2 separate regions of the Canis lupus genome follow, and region 1 is linked to region 2. A link is a contact called in public Hi-C data. All regions are on one chromosome and are shown on one strand. Each heading gives the region's core, a stretch centred on a gene start, on an enhancer-like site or on the middle of the called end of the contact. The rest is flanking DNA. Distances are from core to core; before and after follow the strand shown. Region 1 has its middle 22 kb from the start of NDUFB4. Region 2 overlaps FSTL1 (follistatin-related protein 1).

Region 1 (7,069 bases), core at 1,290-3,789, 110 kb after region 2:
AGTTCAAGAAACAAATGACACAGAGGTGGCTTAAAGCAAGAGGCTCTGGTGTGGTGGTGGGAGGTGGGCCAGTGGGGACTGTGGGCCTTCCAGCTGTCCATTTCACTCCAGCTGCTGTGAAAGGCCTCTGATCCTAGATGAGTTCTTGTCTTTCCCTGTCTAGAAGAGAACCTGGGGAGCTAGCTCATCCACGACATGCCTCTGTCTCTACACTGGATGAAACCTGCAATGTTGCAGAACCCAAAGGCTCTGTTCTTTCCATAAATACCCCCAGGGGAGAGTGCCCAGCCATCCTCTGGCCCATTCTAGTGTTGAACTGTTGTCAAATCTTGAAAAGTGGGCCTCACAGTGACCCACAGTTAAAATACCATCTTGACTGTTTCTGTTTATTTCCTCTGTTTCCTCCGGCTCCTACTGATTAGAGGTGGGGGATAGCCACTCCCCAAGTTTTCCACTTAAATGTATGCCTTTAAATACTTGATCATAATGGGCCCCCTTAACCTACATTTATCTAGACCTAATAATTTAAAAACATTTTATGTACTCACTAACTGGGTTATAAACTTCTCTAACCATTCTATAATCTCTGCTACCTGACCTCCAGCTCCCCCTCCAAGAACTCCCCTGCAGTGTTCCTCTCTCCTTTCCAGGCACCCACCTCTCTTCCCTTCCTAAGAACCTTTTCATCTTCAATTCCCCAACATTTGAACAGCTGTACAAGCACAAAATGTTTAATTTGGGAACAGTGTCTGTGGGAAGGAATGCTTTGTTAATTTCCAAAGTAATGCTAAAGCTTAATTTAGAAAGTCATATAGCAATTCTTTTGGTTCTGAAAGTCACAGAGATTATAGATTGCACTGCAGAAGCAACCTGCCTGATGATGTTAGCATTTTGCAGCACGGGGTTTTTTCTGCAGCAGTTCCATTTTCATTCCGGTTCAGAGACACAGAAGGTCCTTCCAGTAGAAGCATTTGCTCCCTGAGGACAGGGCCTATGTCTTGTTCAGGCTCTCTGGATGGCCAGGGCCTAGCAAGGGCAAACAAGGGGTAAATATCTTTAAATGCCGGATTGCACTGCATTGCCTATCTTCCCCCTTAGTCCCTACTTTGGTCTTAAACTTGGTCCAAATAGGTTCTGGAACTAGGAAATGATGATGGTTACCAAAACTGAGCAGGGCAGAGACAAGTGTGATCAGATCCTAACACCACCACTTTCCTTGAATCCAGGAGCTTAAAGGAAGTTAAAATGCTCAGACTGAAGAGTATGTCATCCTACCAGATCTAATATTAGAACCCGCCTCTCAGGGACACATATGATTCGGATCTTGAAAAATAATGAGAACCTGGATAGAACAAAATAGGTTTGGAGGTAGGGACCACAATATGTCGGATGAGGAGGATGCCTGGCCACCACCACCATAGTCCCCAAATATGGGGAAACTGAAACTGAAACAGCTTCTGTTGAGCATCACTGCCCCAGGAGCCATCCATACATGCTCGGGGCTCAGGCAAAGCTGCCTTCCTTCAAAAGCTGGGGGAGCTTCTTGACGCTCATGGGATGTTTTAGAACCTTAAAACACACGCTCGATTGCATTTCTTAATTATCCAGGGCTCAAAAGCCCAGATATAAAGAAATGAATCTCTGTTCCCGCACAGGGTCAGATGGGCCCAGATTGCATGATAGATTGGCGGGGCCCTGAGGGTCAGTCTGGAAAGAAAGACATGAAAGAAAGTCTCCGTGGATGAAGATACTCTGGCAGAGTGGACCAGATACAGCCAAGCACCTGAATGTTGGGTAATGAGAGGCTCTAGCCAAAGTGCAAAGCTGAGTCTCTCCCCTTTCTGCCTGGATGCCTCTCAACCCCTCATCCCACCAGAGTTCCAGGGTGTTCTGGAAATGAGGGGCCTGGGTCTTACCTAAGAAACAAAGTACGGAGCCACAAGAGCTACAGCTGTTCTGCTGCGGGCATCTTGCCTGGAAGAAGACCTTGTGCAGTTGGCCAGGGAAGGAGACAGCTACTGGGGGGCACGGGTTGGCGGGGGGGGGGGGGGGGGGGGGGGGCGCAGGCCTGGAGGTCAGAGACCCGGGAGCAGACGCAGGGCCGGGATGCGCAGCCTGCAGCATCCATCGTGGTCTGAGCATCACCGTCCTGCGGAGCTCGGCTTGCAGACGGGCTCGCTCGCTTCCCCGCGTTCTCGCGCACAGGACGATCCCCAGAGCTCGGAAGCAGCACAGACAGAAACACAGACTCCGAGGGAACCGGAGTCACAGCCGGGGCTCCTGAGAGAGCTTGAGAAGGGGAGGCCAAGGCCGAGAAGACAGTGTGGGGGAGGGGGTGGGGGGCAGAGGGAGGCCTGTGAAGTCGGTGCCCTGCGAGGTGCCAGCGGGGCCCCGAGAGTGAGGAGCAGGCCGCCCTGCACCGAGCCCGTGCACCGAGCCCGTGCACCGAGCCCCCCCCCGCCCCCCTACCCCGGGGGCGAGAACCCCAGAGAGAGCAGAAGGGCCGCGGCTGGGCCCGACACGGCCCGAGCTCCCCCTGCCGGCCGCGCCGCGGAACTGCGGCCTTGCGCCGCGGGAGCGGGCGACCCGTCCCGGGCTTTGCCCACCCGTGCCTGCTTCCTTGTAATTCCCCGAGATCCTAGTGTCTCGGAAGCCTGGTGTCTGAGGCTGGGTCTTTAAAAAATAAAGATTTTATTTACTTATTCATGAGAGACACACATAGAGAGAGAGGCAGAGACACAGGCAGAGGGAGGAGCAGGTCCCTGCAGGGGAGCGGGACTCGATCCCAGGACCCCGGGATCACGAGCAGGGTTGAAGGCACCCGGGCTGCCCCGAGGCAGGGTCATCAATGCCCGGGTGGGTTCCCCGGGCTCCAGGCCCAGGGAGGGCCCCGCCCCAGTGGGGGCGCAGGCGGGGGCAGGTCGAGCGCACCCTCCGCTAGAATGACACCGGCCTTCTGGGGCTGGGCTGAGGGCACTGCACCTGGACCAGGCTTCCAGAAGTCCCGAGGAGAGCCTCCCTCCTCCCCCTTCCCTTCCTCCCCTTCATCTTCTCTGCAGGAGGCAGAGGCAGGGCAATGGCAAAACCCCCGGGGCGGAAAGGAGAGAAAAGCGAGGCTCCCCAAATGCCAAGCCGATTTTACTTGCTAAGAATAGCTTTTATCTCTGGGAGGAAAAGCAGAAGACCTGGTTCTCTCCTCTCCCATTCAACTCCCCCCAACAACTGAAGGTTGATTTTACTCTATTTTATTTAAAGGTTTTATTTATTTATTCATGAGAGACACAGAGAGAGAGAGGCAGAGACACAGGCAGAGGGAGAAGCAGGCTCCATGCAGGAGCCTCACGCGGGACTCAATCCCGGGTCCCCAGGATCAGGCCCTGGGCTGAAGGCAGGCACTAAACCGCTGGGCCACCCGGGCTGCCCTGAAGGTTGATTTTAAAGGGGCAGCGCTCAGCCAGGGGAACACAGTAGGCCCTCTGTCTTTCCCCCCAGATGATGAGTTTGGAGTCACCGAGAGCTAGAATCCAGAGAACCAGGAAGGAGGTGAAGGAGGAGGCAAGAGGGAAGTGGAGAGGAAGAGAGAGATCAGGACGCAGGATCGCTGTCACCCCCTAAGTCTCGGGTTCTGCAGTCCAAAGGAGGCTGACAGGGATGGTGGGACTTTGGGGGGTGGCCCTGGGCTGAGCAGCGGGACCAGCCGGGGCTCTAGGCAGCGGAGTCCCCTCCATGGCTGTACTTCGGCGAAGGGGGACAGATTTCTAGACCTCTGGCTAGGATGTATGCTCACCATACCAAATCCTTGTGAGTGCCCTGCCTCCCACCTACTCGGAGGTTAAAAGCCCAAACAATCTTCCCCCAAATTGCATTTTCTTTCATAAAAGTGCTGCATTTCTTTCAGGGCAGAAAGTGTGCATGTTTCTAAAAGATTAGGTCAGAGTTATAGGGTTATTCTCAAGGACTCTGGATAAGAACATCAGAAAGCACTCCATTTCCTTTATTAGCTGAAAACAGAAAAGGTTTTTTTTTTTTACAGTTAAATGTTTTGTAGAAAGCAGGGATGGCCCTCAGGGAAGCAGTCGCTAGTCCCCTGCGCTCTCCCTGCGTGCGTACCTTCCATCCTCTGGCTCCCTCTTTTCCTCCTGTCACTGGGGCAGCCTTTTGCTCACACTGTCTCCTGGTCTCCCCTGGCTCTGGCTTCCTCTCCAACTCACCTTTCACGTCCCTCCTGAATCTGTTTCCCCGGCCAGAGTGCCCATTTGGAAGGAAGGGAAAGAAGGGATTGCCCTGTCTGCTTGGGATCCCCCAATGTCTGATGCCTTGCAGCTTTCCAATAGGGCAAGCAGATATCCCACAGAACTTGAAGAGAATCGGTCTCTGTGTCTCAAGGCAGTCTACCAACCACCTCTGAAAAACTACTAGATAGACAGTTGACAGCCCACACTTCATATTAGCCCCCTTCTCGACTAGCCCTTGGCCACTTCTACTGTAAAAGAATATCGTAGTGACTCACGAGTCAATGGGAGCAGAAGGGCCTTGGCAGGCACTGCATAAATACAAATATTGGTTATTTATCACAAGTGAAAGCGGCTCATAGGTAACTGAAACTGGCCCAGTTCAGCTTCTGTTGAATAAAAGGGGGAAAAAATTCACAAACATCAAAAAGTAAAAAATAAAAGAGGAACACTCTGCGGAAGATGTCCTTTCTCTGTATTGCTATCAGCTGGATCAATTGTAGCAATTTCCTAAATGCTCCTGGAGAAGAAGAAATGATTTTAGAAGAAACCTGCTCAGCGCTCCATGTTGCGGGTCTGGGCTGCCTGTGACCAGCAGAGGGCAGACTTCAGTTAGAAACAGAAGCCTGCAGAGTTGATGGGGAGGTGGAGGGGTGGCATTTAGGATTCCAAGGTTGCAAATTGCTTATTTCATGCAATGCACAACCCTGGAGATCAGAGTCCAAGATTTTGGACACCATACGAGAGACCAGGTTTCAAGGAATCAGTTCTAAGCAGGGAATGACGACTATACATGTTCCTCTGTTTATAAGATGCAAGCCTGGGCAGAAAAGGCTGGTTCTGCACACCCTCTCTGGGCGCTGCAAGCTGCTCTTCAATGTGAATCACTGCAGTGACTCGCCCCCATCCCCAGACCTGCCACAGTCACTCAAAGCCACATATTGTGTAGAGTGGAGGCGTAACTGACTTGGGAAAGCAGGTGCTGTGTCCAGGACTTGGTGAAGGAGTTCTTGCTGTTGGTCATTCCTTTTTGTTTGATGAATATAGAGAAACCGTATTCCCTGGGAAACACAGAGGAATGAAGACTATTAGAAATGTTTCCTTAAGATTTCAGCCAGCCTAGCAATTCCACTTCTAGATATAGTCCCAAGAGAAGTGAAAACATACGTCTGCACAAAAACCAGTACACGAATGTTCTTAACAGCCTTACTCATCACAGCCCCAAAAAGGAAACAACCCAAGTATCCACTGACTGATAAATGGAGTCTATCCATCAAAATGCAGTATATCCATACAATTGAATATTATTTAGTCAAAAAAGGGATGACATACTAATACATGTTACGACATGGATTAACCTTGAAACTTGCATGCTAATTGAGAGAAGCCAGTCGCAGAGGACTACATATTGTATGATTCCATTTATATGAAATGTCCAGAATAGGCAAATTCAGAGAAACAAAATAGATTAGTCATTGACCAGGAGGAGGGGAAGATGGGAAGTGACTGTTAATGAGTTTGGGATTTCTTTTGGGGGTGATGAAAACGTTCTGAAATTAGTGCTGATATGCAACTCAGCAAATATAATAAAAAGCACTGAACTGCATGCTATAAAACTGTTACTTAAAAAAAAAAAAAAAAAGATTTTGACCAGGGCAGATGTTCTAGAGGGAAACTCAGAGCAGGAAATAAGGAGACTACAAAGAAAATATTTGACCTCTGAGAGACCCATCCTACCACCAAGCAAATATATATGTATATTTAGTAGTTCAGTGTAGGCTGGAAGTAGAGGTGGCCAAAGCCAGTATGGAAAGCAAGGAGAATTATCCACCAAGCTGAACCGATTCTGCATCTTCTTCAAGTGGCTAACTCGTAGAGGGTTGACACCTCTCTGATGGTGCAGGCATGGTAACATGGGTGCTATTTCATTTAAGGCAAGAGGGTCACATCTGCATTGATGTCCTGGTGTCCCCCTGGACAGAGGGATATAAGAGAGAACCACACTCCTCAGGCTATAATAACCAGACAGACTTTCCAAGATCTCAGGAGCTGATGAGGAGGGAAGGGGATAGTAATGAAGTCACCAGCTCAGCTGCCAGGGGGCCTCGTGGTCACACCCGAGTTCCAGATATGCAATCAGTAACGGTCACAAAAATCTAGAGGCTCATACCCTGTTCTTACTGTAGCTCCCACAGCACCTCAAAGAGGCTAAGCCCACAAGAGCTCTTGGTAAATATGTGGAAAAAGTGGAGGAAGGAAGAAATAGATGAGTGTACAGCTGACGAGGCCTAGGGAAGTACCCTGGTTCGGTCAACATCCCAGAAAGGAAGTGTCCCTGAGTGAGAAGGACAAGGAGACATGACTTTGCTCACTGTCTCTATCAGAACCACCCATTCACACATCACTGGGCCCGCCTTGTTAAGTCCTGAAGCATTAAGTAGAGCAAGATCCCAGGCACACGGAAGCGTGCCCTTCTAGTGCAACAAGCTTGAAACATCTTTCCTCTCTTACCTTCACCCAGGTCCTGGACAGAAAGTGGAATTCATTAACAGCATTGTGTACTAGTGAGTCAGAATTTGCTTCATTTCTAAGATGCGCTGTGAAAAAACTATGAAAGTGTGCCTTTTAAAATTTGTGTTTACTGATTTAAAAAAAAGAAGCTCCCTTTTGTTCTATAATTGCTTAAGGTGAACAGGGACACGATGATACTGGAGTATGATAAGATATTTTCCAGCCCTGTGTTATTCTTCAAGTCTGGTCCTCTGGGTGATTGCTACGCATTTTAGGGAACCTGGGACTATGTCTTAAAAAACTTGCCTAATTATAGATTCAGCCAG
Region 2 (7,276 bases), core at 991-3,490:
AACCAATATCAATTACTGAGTTCTTACTAAATATTCCACATGCCAGATAAACATGGTCTCTTGTTTTCACAGTGTCCAGTGACAACTGACTTGCTCAAAATCACACAGATCTTATGTGGTCAAGGTGAGGCTAGATGCCAGGTTTCCTGACTGTAAGTTCAGGTTCATACCACCACACAGTGGCCAGGTACACCTCTGGCAAGGTCCTCCTAAGGCTCCCAGTGTGTCCTGTTTTCAGGTTTCTAAGCTGGGGGGTGGTCTTCCTTTCTGGACAATGCTCAGGATCCTTCACCTGGGAACTAAATTGGGTGTATTTATTTGCAGAAAGACAGATATAGTTCTAGGTTTGTGTTGGTTTGACAGAAAAGGGAAGGAAGGTATTTATGTTTGCCTGAAGAGTGAGACCTTGTTAGAATCCTACTTACAAAAGAAGTATTTCTCAAATGCTCACATTGCATTTTAAACCTCATTAAAAACAAGACCCACTAAAAAAATCTTCATTTCATCTAGTATTTTTCTAAAAAAATGCATATCCTTTGACGTGGCAAGCCCTACTGGGAGTCAATCCTATAGAAATAAAGCAGCAGCATTAAGGATAGTTGTATATCCTTATACTGGGTTTTACTGTCTGTAGTGGTAAACAACCTAAATGTCCATCTATGGGAAAATTATTGCATAAATATGATGTTATTACAAAATATTTATTATGATCCTATTTTTGTATAAAATAGGAGGGGAAACCCTGTATACTTATAGTAGCATAGAAAAAAAGTGGAATAATATATACCAAGCCATTAACACTGGTCATCTCAGACTAACTGGATTTGAGGGTTATGGGGAAGATTACTAATTTTATGTTTATACAAATGTATTAACTTAATAAAGCATTATTAAAATTTTAAGCTACAAAATCTTATAAAACTAAAATTTAAAAAAAAAGAATATCCCTTGTCTTTCAATAGATGACGTATGCTTTTATAAAGGTGATGAAATTGTTGGCACTGCTCTGCTGACAGCTGCTGCAGCAAGGTAGCCGTCTGGCCTATTGTCCTCTAGCTCGTGACCTCAGGACTTACCTCAATGCAGAGGCAGGTGGGCTCTCCCTTCTCCGTGACTGCACATTCCCGGCCGGCTCCACAAAACACATTGGCACAGATCTTGGATTTGCTCCTTAGTTCTTCCTAAAACACAAAGTCATAAAGGAAACCAGGTCACAGAGATGAGCCTGTCATGGCATAAGCCAATGGTGGCAGTTACTCTTCAGGCTCTGGTCTTAGTCTGGAGTTGCAGCTCATGGTTGCCAAAGGGTCCTGAAACAGCTAGAATCTGTCCCCAACAGCCAGCCCTGGACTTGCTGGTACTGCTCCAGCCCAGGCCCAGCTACCTCCGAGTCCCTCAGATTGTTTCTTAAAGAGCAAGAGTCTCTTTCTTATGTGCTTCCTTTCTTTTAAAAACGGTTACTGAATACCCCCCTCTATGCCAACACTACAGTAAAGAGCTATAAAGGCACTGTCTCTGTCCTCAAGGAGTGCCAGGACTCTCTGAGGAAGCTCACAAATAAAGAGACATTTAGAAATCAACATGCAAGTGCAGCAACAGGACACCAGGATCCGGAAAAGGGGGAAGGAGGGCGAGAATCAAATGAGACTTTCTAAAGACAGGATGCTTAACTAATTCCTAAAGGATGAGAAGAGTAAGCCAGACGGAAAGAGAGACCTGTGAGAGAAATATGGCTATCTGGAGGACCACAATCTCGCTGAGTGGTGTTCAAGGGAGTATCATTTCAAAAGACAAAAGAAGGATCACTAAACCATCAAAACATGGAATTGGTATTACTTGGTAGGGTCTAATTCAGCCCCTGTCCACATCTGCCTCTGGCTTCAAGACCAAGAGGGCCAAACCACTCGACAGACAGTAGAATTATCCTCAAACCCCGTGTGGTCAGACATTCTTGTTCAGACGTGTGCAGCAGAACCTACAGGGAGGGAGTGGTCCCAGTCTCTGCCACTGAAAATGAGTCTTTACAGGCCCTACTCTGTCCATGACACATTCCTTCCCTCCCATTGACTGGTGGCTAAAAAGCAGCCCCACCTCATTCGTCATGCAGGCCAGCAGCGGTGGTGGCTGAACAAAGGAGAATGTGATTCCTCCAGCCCTTGTGTGACTGCTGAGCAGCAGTCACCACAGGCCCCCAGGCCCCCCGCCCACTGGGGTAGCACTGGCTGTGACAAAACCAACAAAGATGGCAGGCGCTGTGGTGGGGGCGTAAAGGCAGACAGGGAGCCTCAGATGCCTCCCTTCAGGCCATGTCTACCATGTCATGCAGAGAACTCACACCCGCAAAGCTTGCAATACTAAAATTCTTGTAGTTGGTATACGTTTCCTATCTAAGAAGTCAAAGAAAACAAAAACAAAGTAGATACTGAGAGCTGAGGGCTGTGCCCAATACAGTTGGTCTGCTGCCACCTGGAGGCTGCTTTGCAAACTCCAGGTTATTGTTGTCTCTCCCCAGCCATCTTGCCTGTCATGCCGGGATCCCATTGGTCCAGAAACTCTTGCCACACTCACACTTCATTGGTTCAGATGCTGTTGCTAAACCCATTCTTTTTTGGATGTTGCTAAGGCGAATTCAATAAAGCTGGCAGGCGGGGAAGAGAAGAGGAAGTAATTCTCAGAATGCTGGGAAGCCTGGAGAGCTGTTGTTTCCTAAACCAGGAGCGGAGATAAATCAAGCATATTCTCGGGGCAGGGCCCTCCTAACTGTGCCTGGGAAGGGAAAAGCAGCTCTAAAAAGGAAGGGGAAAGGCTATTGCTGACCAGGGTAAAAAAAATCTCAGATAAGACTATATTCTCCTCTCCCCTTCATGAAATAACACTCTTGCCAAGAGATACAGACGAATAAATCCATAAAAGGACAAGCCCGGGCATATGCCTACGCTCTAAAGACACCAGTTCACAGCTCCACGGGCCGACCTTTTACCACTTAGCTGTGTGTCTCTAAGTAGCGACTTTCATTCTTTGAACCTCAGTTTCCTCATCTATAAAATGGGGGTCAGTCCCAGCCCTGACTTGTGCAGATGAAACGGTGTTGGGAAGGGCATCACAAACTGAAAAGCAAGCAGAGCTTCCTGCAGACTAGCCTGTGGCAAGTACAGAGCTTCTTTTACCTTCTGTTGCTGTTTTTAAAGTATGAAAAAGAAAAGCTTTAACTTCCAGGTTGAATTCAACCCAAGCCATTTTTTCAGAAATGGTCCTCCAAAATCATGTGAAGAAACAGATACTCTTTATTTAAAATAGAAAGCCTGGGGCACCTGGGTGGCTGATTCGGTTGAGCGTCTGCCTTTGGCTCAGGTCATGATCCCTGGGATTGAGCCCTGCATCCCTTGCATCAGGCTCCCTACTCAGCAGGGAGCCTGCTTCTCCCTCTCCCTCTGCTTGCCATTCCCCCTGCCTGTGCTCTGTCAAATAAATAAATAGAATCTTTAAAAATATAAAAAAAACTAAAAAAATAATAAAATAAATAAAGCCTAATATTTGAATAGTCCAGTTAAAATTTACAAAGTGTTTTCACACATATGATTTCATCTTACTGTAGGAACAACCCTGCAAGGACATGCCTATTATTAACCTCATTTTATAGATGAGGGAACTGAAGATCAGGAAGGTCAAGTAACTTGCCCAAAGATCCCAAAGCTAAAAATGAGAGGAGCTAGGATTCTAACCTGGATCTTCAGACAGCAGACGAGTACGTTCCCATTTATAAATACCTGGCTCTCTGCTTAGGTGATCTGGATTATACGTTATCTCCCTTAAGCCCTAGAATAACGCCATGAGTTAGACATCCTAACTTTCCCCATTTCATAGATGAAGGAACTGAGCCTTAGAGGTTAAGTAACTATAACACGACAGAGCTAAGATCCTACTCAACGAAAGGGAAAGCAGTTCCTTTATCCTTGATTGACTTTCATATCCAGAAGATTCAAGGTGAAGGAGATTATGACAGGGTGTGATTTGCATAATTAGCAAATGTGAGAAAGTGCTTACAAGTGCCTCAGAGAACTACATTTGAATTCCCACATCCCACCTCTGCTCCTTACATTGCCATGGCAACGGGCAAGGCACCTTTCCTTAGACCTCGGTTTTCTCATGTGTGAAATGGGAACATTAATCCCCGCAAGGGGTGTGTGGGCATTAGAGGAGGCGAGCTGCCTGCAGCAGAGTGCCTGCCACTTGGCTGAGAGCTGCCGTTGCTACTGACTCTCTGGACAACTGCGTCATTGGGTGCTGTTACCACCTTGGTAGTCATGTCCCCACCCAGCCTCTGTCACCCTGGCATTCCAGGGTATTCTCAGGATACTGAGAGTGGGAGGACTGGCTGAATGGAAAAAAAACAAGGGTGAACAACCCCCGTCCCTTCTTGTTTAAGACCAAAGAGAAAAGGGGGCAGCTCCAGTCACACTGGCATCCCTCTTTGCAGGTGGCACATCTGTCAATAGGTGGCAATCTCTCTCTTTGTCTTGCAGAACTCAACGCCGCAATGCAGAGATGCAGCCTTGGCTCCTGCAGCCCCACCCTCCCAGCCATCGAGATGTGGGTGGGAGGCTGTGGGGTGGGAGGCGGGAGGGCGGGGTGGGGAGAGCACCCCACAGCCACAGGCAGCAGATACAAAGAACAGGATTTTTGCTGGCTTGGGAAAGAATGTCCCACCTGAAGCCGTCAATCTTCCCCAGTTGTTCCCACTCACAGGCGTGCTTTAGTGCAGAAAACAATGAAAATTTTCTTCCTAGAGGTGGCCTCTTTGTACCATTTGAAAGCTCTTCTCCAAGTCCTATCTTCTCGGGTAATGGGATGTCATGAGCACCCCTGAAGCTCCTAGAAAGTTCCTTGGCATGGTAGGTGGTCTTACGCCTCTGCTGAGTGGAGATGATGCATCTGGCATAAACAAGCTCATGGAACAAGTCTGCCTGGTGGGGAGGGGTGTGGTGAGTAAGGCAGAAAAGAAGCAGGGCAGCAGGTGAATGTGGTGCTTTGGAATATTAAGGTGTCTGGTCCCTTCCACCTCAGAAATTCAGACTCAAAGTGGAGGGCAGCCTGGATGGAGAGAGGCTAGAGGCACTAGTGGAGGGTGACAAGGGCCTAGGGTCCAATGCTAATATGAATTATAGCACCTAAACTGAGTGAGGCCTTCACAGATACCTCTGTCCTCGCAGCATCTGTTTTTAGTCCCATCTCACAGATGGGGAGGGATTTAAGATTCAGAAAAGCTCCGTGACATACAGAGGCCACATGATGAGCAACAGCCAAGTGAGGACTGAAAGACAGGTCAGCCTGGCCCTGGAGCCTCAATATTCCCTTACAGGGAGGGAACAGTCAAGGGAGGGAGCTGTGGGCAGAGGGGACAGCTATAAGGGCCGGCACAGGGAGAGGCCACAGAGCACCATGCAGTTTTTTTTAGGAATTAGGTCCCAAGGCTATATGAGAATTTCATCTAAATAGACAACCACACTGGCATATGAATTGCTCTACGAGTGTGAGGTCACAGATGTGCAAACCCCTAAGTCGGGGTATACCTGTGAAAATGTGATTCACTGAGTGGGGTCAGGAGGGGTGTGTTTTGAAAATGTGGACACTGATTATGTTGATAAAAGTCAACAAAATACTTGCTTCCAATGGAGAAGCATCGGGTTTCTGGCTTTGACTTTCTGCATCATCTCCCTGACCTGCTTCTATGTTGTTTTCGTTACGTGTTGTAAACCATGTTCTGGGGCTTTGGTCTCGTGGTTGTTAAACTTCACAACGCAAACTCCCCCAGAGGTAAAGGGCTGACTGGGAACATTGTCAAATGTTACTAGGGGAACAGCTTTCTCCCTGGCAACCGTTAGCCATTGCATGATAATAACACTTTATACCTGTAGAGCAATTTCAATTAGCCTTAATTTTTTACTCTCATTTTTAATTCTCCAAATCCTTTAGGATAGGCAGGCAGGGGTTACCTTTAAGGCACTTCCAGACTTAACATCCAATGATGAAGAAGAAACTGAGGCTCATGGCTGCGTGTGACTGGTCTCTTCAGACCTCATAGTTGCAGAGCTGGGTCCTGGCCTAAGGTCTCCAGACTTTAATTCCAGCCCTCTTGCCACAAACCACTTTGCCTCATTACAAATCAAAGCTAGAAAAGGTGTTGCTGTGGATCCAAAGTCTAAAAGAATAAATTAGTTTTGCTGTTAAAAGAGATCCTTTGCAAGCAAAGTACAAAGCAAGTTATCTGCAAAGCTACCAGAAGAGGTGATGGTGCTTCGGGGTCTCTGGGCCAGCCAGCATTAAGTATGAATATAAACTACGCTTTGAATGTTTAAAAAAAGAAAGTCTTCTGAAGTAAAACAATTTCTGGAAGAACAGTGTGCTTTGGCAGGGGAGGAAGCTTGTAAGCAAAACCATAAAACCGTCAGCTTAATATATCATCATTTCACTAAAGTGAACTGGGTCGGCTCTGTACCCCCCATTCTTTTCTTCCTTCCCAATTTTCTTTTTGAAAAGAAAAAAAAAAAAAAAAACAGTCTTACTTATGCCAAGGTGGAATTCTGGCTCCCCTGGCCACTATTTTGTGACAGAGCGGCTTTGTTGACGTGAGAAAGGCTCTCCTTGCTTTGCCAGAATTAGTCATGGAAACTTCACAGGAACACCAGGGCCCCTCAGATATGCTGAGCACCACGAAGCTTGGGACAAAGGCATTCACAGAACTGAGGAGGGCAGGAGGTCTGGGTGGGACGCAGGGTGGGACGCAGGGTGGGACGCTGGGTGGGACGCAGGGTGGGACGCAAGGCGGGACCCATTCTGGAATGGAACCCAGTAGCAGAGGCTTGAGAAGGCCAAACCCCTTCAGGACCCTGAAATGTAGCTGGAGCACCATGTGACCCTGTTCTAAGTCCCTCCAATTCGTTTTGTCTGCAAAGGAATACACTGCTGCATCCCACACATGTGAAGGAAAGAGGCGGAAGGCGACTTCAAGCAGCTGTTCTTACGCGCGTGGCCATAGCCTGTGCATCTGCTGGGACAGTGTGCGTCTTGCACATGTGCTCACAACTAGTCCCTCACCTCAAGCAGAATGCACCAAGGCAAGATCTGGGGTCCCTGGATCCTGAAGTTTTAGCAGTTTGAGGGGCCCTCCATGAGAAAAAGAATACACGACTAGGACTGCAAAACTGGGCACCGGGCCTCGGGAAGGGGCCTTGTGCATAAGGTCGAAAACTAAAGCTTAATTAGCTCACAATAAATC

What was found. A called contact is a pair of places that touch in the nucleus more often than the background predicts.
Region 1: a Hi-C map of amygdala shows a contact between it and region 2, with 7 times the contacts expected there. The contact joins two enhancer-like sites. A contact is called at or near these places in 3 of 9 Hi-C or Micro-C datasets (amygdala, liver and tumor fibroblasts).

The regions. Positions count from the first base shown.
Region 1 is chr33:24,664,587-24,671,655 of UU_Cfam_GSD_1.0, forward strand. No RefSeq gene overlaps it. Among named protein-coding and RNA genes, the nearest start is that of NDUFB4, 22 kb to the right of the region's middle. Within about 2 kb of position 2,540, at least 9 of the 20 cell types and tissues checked have an H3K27ac peak or open chromatin away from gene starts, as enhancers often do.
Region 2 is chr33:24,553,136-24,560,411 of UU_Cfam_GSD_1.0, forward strand. It overlaps FSTL1 (follistatin-related protein 1), which reads right to left. Exons shown (of 11, transcript XM_038582959.1): 3 at 1,077-1,181. Among named protein-coding and RNA genes, the nearest start is that of FSTL1, 31 kb to the right of the region's middle. Within about 2 kb of position 2,241, at least 10 of the 20 cell types and tissues checked have an H3K27ac peak or open chromatin away from gene starts, as enhancers often do.